Linked DNA regions of Zea mays: all the other regions are linked to region 1. Evidence: chromatin contacts called from public Hi-C data. All regions are on one chromosome and are shown on one strand. The core of a region is the stretch at or near the end of the contact, and the rest is flanking DNA. Distances in the headings are between cores, read along the strand shown. Region 1 holds the start of LOC100275651. Region 2 holds the start of LOC100194336. Region 3 holds the start of LOC100193377.

Evidence for each region. Hi-C and Micro-C count contacts between places; a contact is called where the count stands out from the background.
Region 2: a contact with region 1 is called in a Hi-C map of leaf, with 6 times the contacts expected there. The contact joins the promoter of LOC100194336 here to the promoter of LOC100275651 in region 1. A contact is called at or near these places in 3 of 25 Hi-C or Micro-C datasets (bundle sheath, leaf and seedling).
Region 3: a Hi-C map of leaf shows a contact between it and region 1, with 4 times the contacts expected there. The contact joins the promoter of LOC100193377 here to the promoter of LOC100275651 in region 1. A contact is called at or near these places in 4 of 25 Hi-C or Micro-C datasets (bundle sheath, ear, leaf and 1 more).

What each region holds. Positions count from the first base shown.
Region 1 is chr2:193,039,247-193,041,911 of Zm-B73-REFERENCE-NAM-5.0, reverse strand. It overlaps LOC100275651, which reads left to right and starts at 1,369. Exons shown (of 1, transcript NM_001367826.1): 1 at 1,369-2,149. The coding sequence starts at 1,438. The coding sequence ends at 1,878.
Region 2 is chr2:193,260,041-193,262,705 of Zm-B73-REFERENCE-NAM-5.0, reverse strand. LOC100194336 reads right to left here and starts at 1,346. Exons shown (of 3, transcript NM_001139372.2): 1 at 687-1,346; 2 at 194-552; 3 at 1-54. The coding sequence starts at 744.
Region 3 is chr2:192,849,295-192,851,959 of Zm-B73-REFERENCE-NAM-5.0, reverse strand. It overlaps LOC100193377, which reads left to right and starts at 1,337. Exons shown (of 2, transcript NM_001416200.1): 1 at 1,337-2,113. The coding sequence starts at 1,370.

The sequences.
Region 1 (2,665 bases), core at 120-2,619:
CTTGCAAGTAACACGAGCAACTTCATCCGTCTGCAGCTTTGCTGGTAATGGGTAACAATCTGGCCCCATATATTTTCCGGTTCTATTTGAGTAGGTTAGATTTTACTGGATTTACCCTGTGGATCAAGTTCAGCGTCACCAAGCAGTGAAACTCAAACTCTGGTTTTTGGAAGGGTTTGGTTAGATCATTAGGTGGGAGGTCACTAGAGTTCTCTTGCATCGATCAAGTTGACCATCGTGCACGTAGGATTATATATAGCTTTTATTGGAAGAATCTGGTTACATAGGCTGGAAATCGCTGGATTTATCATATGGATCAAAGTCACAAGAATACACAACTGCTAATAGGCCGTCGTATGTAAACGCGTTTTTCATAACAACTTAAGGCTATCTCTAGCAGATCCTCTGTCTCATCCTCTATTTTAAATTTTACTCTCTAAACAGTGTGAATAGTGTCATGTACAGTTTTGTGTCTCCTATTCTACTCTATTTACCGGAAACAGTCTAACAGTAACAGTATCAATAAGGAACCGTGGACTTGTAAGCCAAATATAGCCGGTCAATCTCTGTAAGAGAGAGGTGATAGAGAGGCAGAGATGTATTTAATATGATGTTGTGATTTATGCCTCATTTTTATCCCTAGGTGTAGGTTGCCACCGTTTCGGAGGTGGTTCAGCAGTATTGTGAGCCGTTTAGAGATGGCCCGAATATAAAAAATCTGAGCGCGGAACATGGGGGCCTCATTGATTAGTTTCAACAAGCTAATCATCCCGTTTCAAAGGCACTATTCTGGGCAACGAACCTTAGCTGGAGATGAGATGTACAAGTGGCCGCGCCAACGACATTATCAACGGCTACTCAAGCCGCATTGAAGTTTTATTTCCCCCCTTCAAATTCATAAAAAAATAGCGGCACAATTTCCTTATTCTGAATGGCAGTATTGTATAGACAGAAACAATATATGTGGGTGCCAAATGAGACCGTATATGGAGCTGATAATATTTGATGGGGCCTATTTTTTTAAAAGAGAGAGAGAGAGAACATTATAAATGGGTGGACCGTTGCCGCATTTCCCAAAATCCAAAAATACGTACGCACGACAAGACATACAGTGAGCGCCAGCTCACAACCGACCATGTCCATTGGGCGAAAATGGAGATGTAGCCAAACCCCATCTTCAGATTTTTTTATCATACTCGAAACAGGCTCTGGGCAAAATGTGACATCGCCGTCACGGACCGATCCAACGGCGGCTGATCTTCGAGGAAAGTAGCAGCTAAACCCCTGGCAGGACTAGTAATTACGCGTCGTAACCTCGGCTTCGACCTCTTTATAAGACGCGGCCCTCTACTGTCCCGGCACCGGGCACACACCATCACAGTACACACACACACACGCACACGCTCATCAAGCTTCTCTCTCGCCTACTCGGCTGCAATGGCGCGCTTCCAGCTCGCGGCCCTGGCCATGGCAATGCTCTTCGCCGCCGCGGCGGCGCAGGCCCCGGCCGCCACCCCGACGCCGGCTCCCAAGGCGTCTCCTCCCCCGCCGGCGACGCCGCCTCCGACGCCCGCGACCCCGCCGCCCGCCCCGGCGCCGGTGTCGCCGCCCGCCCAGCCTCCGGCCACGCCTCCCCCGGCCCCGGCGCCCGCTCCCAAGGCCCCCGCCCCCGCGCCCGAGGCCCTTGCCCCGGCGCCCAAGGCCGAGGCCCCGACCCCCGAGATGAGCTCCCCGCCGATGCCCACGGAGGGCCCCGCCCCGACGCCCTCCGCCGAGGTGCCCCCTGCCCCCAGCGCCGCCGCCGCCGTCTCCCCCGCCGCCGCCAAGTGGTTCGCCGCCGCTGCCGCCGTGGCCGCCGCCGCCGCCGCCTTCTACTGAGAGAAGGGAGATCTGCACTGCCCCGTGCTGTAATTTATTTGTTATCCGTGTTGAGCCGTTGATTCCTTCTTTTTTTTTCTTTTCACCATTTTTTTTCTTCCATCCGAATATCCATATTCCATTCGGCATTCGATTCAGTAGGACTGGCGGCATCTGTTCGTTCGTGTTGCTACAGTGTAGGACCGTGGCTCGGACAGATTGGTTGGGCTGGCTCGGTGGTGTTGTGCTCCGTTCATCCATTTGTATAATACCCTGTTGATTCTCTTTCGCAGCTACTGCTTACTACATTTTAGCTCGGTGATCGTATCAGATCGGATCAGATCTTGGAGAGTGCTCGTACTACTGAGTAGTAGACTGAGAGTAGTGCAGTGTTACTGTGGTGTAGAGCTCACCGTTGTTGCGCGATCTTGAGCTTGGGCTGCACACATACACACACACGAACGAACGTCGATGCAGAGAGACCAGGCCAGGCCAGGATCCATGGGCATGATGAGCTCGTGCTTGTAGATCGAGCTAGGGGTATGTGGCTTGTTCGCTGCGGCTTTAATCCAACTGCGGCTGCGGCTTCTACAGTATTTTGTCTCTAGGGATTGCAGCCGCAACAGTATTTTGCAGCTGCAACAGTGCTCTCTCTGTGGCAGCCGAACAAGCTGATGGATCTGGGCCACAGACGCAACAGCTGTCTGTGCGCCCTGGATCTGGTCGCGTCCCGCAAGCTGCCAGAGCCCATTATTATTATACGCACACCTCCCGCCCTCCCTATCCGGCGCGGTAGAGTAGAGTAAGA
Region 2 (2,665 bases), core at 97-2,596, 220 kb before region 1:
GAAGCTCGCCGCTGCGTCCTCGTCGTCCCCCAGCTTCGCCTTGAGCTCCCTGATCTGCGACGATTCACACAGCCAACGGAACTAGGATCAGCCGTTGCGCACGCGAAGAAACGATAGAACGCCTTAACCGTACTCGCCCAGCAGCCTATACGATACGACGGCATATATAGTATGGAGTTATCGACAATACTACCTCGGCGAGGAGGGCGTCCTTGTCGCGGCGGAGCGCGTCGTGGTCGAGCCGAAGCGCGTCGTAGGAGCGGCGCAGCGCGGCGTAGTCGCGCTCCAGCTGCTTGGTCTTCCAGCGGGCGCGGCGGTTCTGGAACCAGACGGCGACCTGGCGGGGCTGCAGGCCGAGGTCGCGCGCCAGCCGCGCCTTGCGCTCCGGCTCCAGCTTGTTCTCCACCTCGAAGCTCCGCTCCAGCGCGCGCACCTGCTCGGCGCTCAGGCGCCGCTTCTTCTCCCCGCCGCCGCCGCCGCCGAACGCCATCATCTCCTCGTCCACGTCCACGTCCACGTCCGCCTCCATCCCGAGCACGCCGTAGCCGTCATCTGGGAACACGCACGCACAAGGACTCAGATCTTCATTCCGCACGCATTCCCGCCACGACATCACCCACCCCCAGAGAAGGCCAGAACAATGGATTCCTGCAAAGGGGAATAAAACAGATGAGGCTGGAAGTTACCTTCCTGATGATTGGGCATCGCAGACAGGGAGGGAGTAGCGCCGCGTGGCCGCTTCATGTCGAGAGTTGGATCAAGTGGAATTCGGAGGGCACCGCGGGACTATCTTTACAGCGAGAGCAGGGTCAATGAGCGCCTCCATTGCTGCCTCCCTGCTGCTCGTCTCTGTTCCCTGCCGTGGCGCATGGCCAAGGCCAACACACCGTGCAACCACTTCGGCCGATACAGTTCTCTGCAACTGCAAACTCCCCGAGTGGTTTCCTCGCGATCCAAGAAAGCGCTGGGACTGGAAGACGACTGAGAGTGTGGAGGAGTGAGGCCTCTGTCTCCGACCGTCTCCCACTCTCCCCTCTCTCTGTTTTCTTTTTTTCCTTTTTCCTTTCTGGGTTTGCTCTCAGCATGCAGTTCCCACAATACTGTGTGCTGTCCTCTGTGCCTTAATAAAGGGCGTGCGTGGGCGAGGGAGACAGGGGGGCGAAAGGGAGGGAGCTCGGGTTAGGTTAGGTCACGCCACGCCGGTAGTGCGGTCAAGAGGCAACCATGGTTAACCATCCATACAGCCACTATGTATGTTGATCGCATGAGAGAATAATACTACTAATAGTTACCACTGTTGCCTGAAAATGCTCGCTGCAGCTTTCCTTTTTGTCACCGTGTGCTGGAGATACGTGCGTGCTACGGTGCTAGCCGAGCAACGGACACCAGCTAGTAAACCCTACCGCGGAAACGAGGCGGTGGTTAAGCTCAGGTCACGCGCCCATGAAGCCAGGTTGAACAGATGGACGAACCAGAGCCGGATGAAGCAGGTAGGCTCCTGCGTAGGCAGACAGGCAAGGGCCGGGGCTGGCGTCACCGTCACCGAACCGAACACATGTTCCTCACATATGCCTACCATCCATCCTCAGTTCCTCATGCTCGCCGGCCGGCGCAGGAGCTCTGCATGCACTCCTGCTCCTGTTCTATGGCCAAGAGGAGCTATAGCAGCATCCTTCGAGGTCGTCGAGGGGTAAAAATATCGTCGAGCCCAGCACATGTTTTTTTTCCAGCAACCACACGATATCCTGCGCCCCCATTTCCGCAGAACAGCGACCCGAGTCGTTCTCATCTCAACCCGGCGCCGGTGCGAGAAAGGCGACCGCGGCTTTCGGTGCCCTTTGTTTTTTGTTCAGTACTAGCAAGCACCCGGCCGCATATTCTAACCTCCCCCCAAATCCCCAGCGAATCCTCTGGACGCAGAATATGCCCAGGTTTTCAAATCCCGAAATCCGTCCCCCTACGGCCTAACGAAAACGACGCGCCGCGAAAGCTGGGACTCCTACAGTAGCTTGGACGCTCCATTGGCCTGGCCTCGTGTAGTCGTGTCGTTGCGAATTCTTGCCCCCCCCCCCCCCCCCCCCCCCCCCGGTTTTTGCGTTGGTCATGTTTTGTTCCCTTATCTTAGATTCTTAGTACTAGTTGTTAAAAAGAAAAGCGCGTGATCACGAACCACCCGGAAGAAGAAACAGACGATGATGACGAGGAAAAAAACGTAGTGATGCTAGAAGCGTGTCCTCCCGTTCAGTGCCTTTTTTTTTTTGTTTTGTTTTTTGGATTGCTCGAGCGTGTGATCGGTGACGAGGTTTTTTCGGTCATGGCGCACTGGACGCACTTCACTTGTTTCGATTTCGAGGGTTTGTGTCTCCTCTGCGTTTACTCTATTCTGGTAAACCTTCCTGTTTTCGAGCGCTTCAAGAGTCAAGACTGGGACGGAAAACTGGGAAGACGCGAGCCGTGCAAGGTGCAGCGAAAGGTGCACCATCTATTTATTACCTGCAGATAAAGCCCGTCCTTGTGTGTGGTCGCCTGGTCGGCAGTCGGCAGGGGCTACCGTGCTTTTGCCGTGCCTGGATGGTGAGCGACGCCACGCCCAACGGAGGCTGCCAAAGGCCATCCTCGGAGTCGGAGGAGACGACCACCTGGGCGCCCGCGTACCGTGTTGGCC
Region 3 (2,665 bases), core at 88-2,587, 190 kb after region 1:
AAGGTACTCATTGTTAATAATGCCGCAACGGACCAGCCAACAGGGTCATTTTAATTTTAAAATTTTAGTGCTTATTATAGCTGAGCCAAGATTTGTATCATGCTATTCATTTTACCCCTTTTTGGAATATAACTTGTTTATTGAGACATTCATAAGACTTCAATGACACATATGTATATCTGCAGGTTATAGGTGCTTAACATTAGATAATTGCTCAATGGCTAAAAATGTGAATACAATAATTCAGGGCATTTTATACCATTCTACACTAAGCTTGTGAGTGTTTCGAATTTTCAATGAACATTATATTTATAATAATTGGTCATATTACATAAGCCCCTCCATCTGGTTGCTCTTTGCTGATGTAATCTGTGCATGGTAAGTTTGAATTCTTGAATTGATGTTTTTAGTTGAATTATGGTCGAATGTCACTGCACTTGATGCAGCAAAAACATAGGGTCATGTGTACATGTTTTATATGTACATATGGGTTTTGGAGAAGTTCCGTCTCGCTGTCATTACCCTCCCAAAAAAAACTAAACTGTCGAGCTAGGTGCTGCAAAACACGTATGTTTATCCTGATATGTTCGTACCCTCACCTGAAATAAATTCTTACTGTTCTCAGTCTTGTATGCTATTTGTTTGGAGCCTAACATCTCTATCTCCATGACCACAGATGGGAGACGGAGTAGTTGCTGGGCTGTTGATTGGGGACTGCAGTGACCGGCTGACCGCCTCCGTGTCCATGCCTCTAGAATATGGGACTACTATGATCTTAAAGATGAGACAAGGCTGCTGCATAGTGACCTGGTGTTGCTTGAAGAGTACGTTGTGTAGCGTTTTTACTCATAATACAGTGATCAAGTAATTACATAGAGCACAATGTTTACACCCTCTGTAGAATATAATGCAAAGGTTGCAACAGCTATGAATATAGTTAGACGGACTGCAGCTATTACATAAATAGGACTAGCAAATCCCAGATAAGTTGTTTCGAAACATTATTTTCCATAGGGCGCCGTCTGTTCTAGTATACTAATTTATTATCATCTTATTTCTTACAAGTTAATAATCAGTACTAATATTCTAATATATAATAGAATATAATTGTTTCTTATAACTTGGTCTGACTTGTGATGCTCGAAGAGGAGACTTATCCATATATCTAGCACCTGCGCGCAGTGAGTACACGTCTCTCCAGACGATCCTGGGGCCCGGCGTCACTATTGCATTCAAAGTGTAGTGGTGTAGACTGGTAGCTCCATGTACCTACTACGACCACGACCAGGAGGCACGCCAACTACATACTACTAGCATCTTGTGAACAGACAGAGGTAGGAGTAGGAACCGGCGCAGCGAGACTATAGGCATGGACGTGGAAGCGAGCCATGAGTCTCCGCCCTTGCGCAGCAAGACGATGCGCCGCCTCCTGGTGGCGACCAACTGCGTGATGCTCGCGCTTGGCGTCACCGGCGGGCAGCTCCTCAGCCGCCTCTACTTCAGCAAGGGCGGCCACCGGCAGTGGCTCTCCGGATGGCTGCAGACCGGTGGGTGGCCGCTGCTGCTCCCGCCAGTGGCGGCTTCCTACGTCCGCCGCCGAGCGCGCTACCGGAGCGCCCCGGCGCTGCTCACCCAGACCCAGCCGCGCATACTGCTGGCCGCCGCGGGGCTCGGGCTCATCGCGGGCGTGGACAACTTGCTCTACGCCTGGGGCCTCGAGTTCCTGCCCGTCTCCACCTCCGCGATCCTCATCTCCACGCAGCTGGCCTTCACGGTGCTGTTCGCGTTCCTGATCGTGCGGCAGCGGCTGACGATGGCGACGGTGAACGCCGTGGCGCTGCTGACGGTGGGCGCCGTCGTGCTGGGCCTGCACGTCTCCTCCGACCGCCCCGCGGGCGTCACCAGGAGCCAGTACTGGCTGGGCTTCACGCTCACCCTGGGCGCCGCGGTGCTGTACGGGCTGTTCCTGCCGCTGGTCGAGCTCACCTACAAGTGCGCCGCGGGGGGCGGACGCGCCGTGACGTACGCGCTGGTGGTGGAGTTGCAGCTGGTGATGGGGTTCGTCGCCACCGCGTTCTGCACCGTCGGCATGATCGTCAACAAGGACTTCCAGGTGCGTGATGCCCCACATATACGTGTCGCTTATATACGTACGTTCCACTTCAATTCTCCACTAGCTGGCCTTCAGCCTCTTGCCATATACGCCGAGCGCTAAGAAATGTTTGCTTGAAGGTGCCATCTCAGTTTAAGATGAGGTGATGCATGATAACTTCATTTATCAAATTTAGGGTTTAAAGGTTGTTCAGTTTTTAGGGACCAAATTTAACTCACTCTATTTTATTCTATTCTTAGTTCCTAAATAGGCAAATACAGAGGTAAGTTTTAGTTTCCGTATTTAGCAATTTAGGATAAATAAATAAAATAGATGAAAACTAAAATATAGTTTTAATTTTTATATTTACCAATTTAGGGATAAAAATAAAATAAATGGACTAAAATTAGTTTAAAAACAAACACGTACTCCCTTAGGGCTTGTTCGGTTATTTTCGATTCATATGGATTGGAGGTGATTGATATGGATTGAGAGAGATTTTGACTTGCTAGGGATTGAAATCCCCTTAATCTCCCTCAATCCATATGGATTGAGGTAGAACCAAACAAGCCC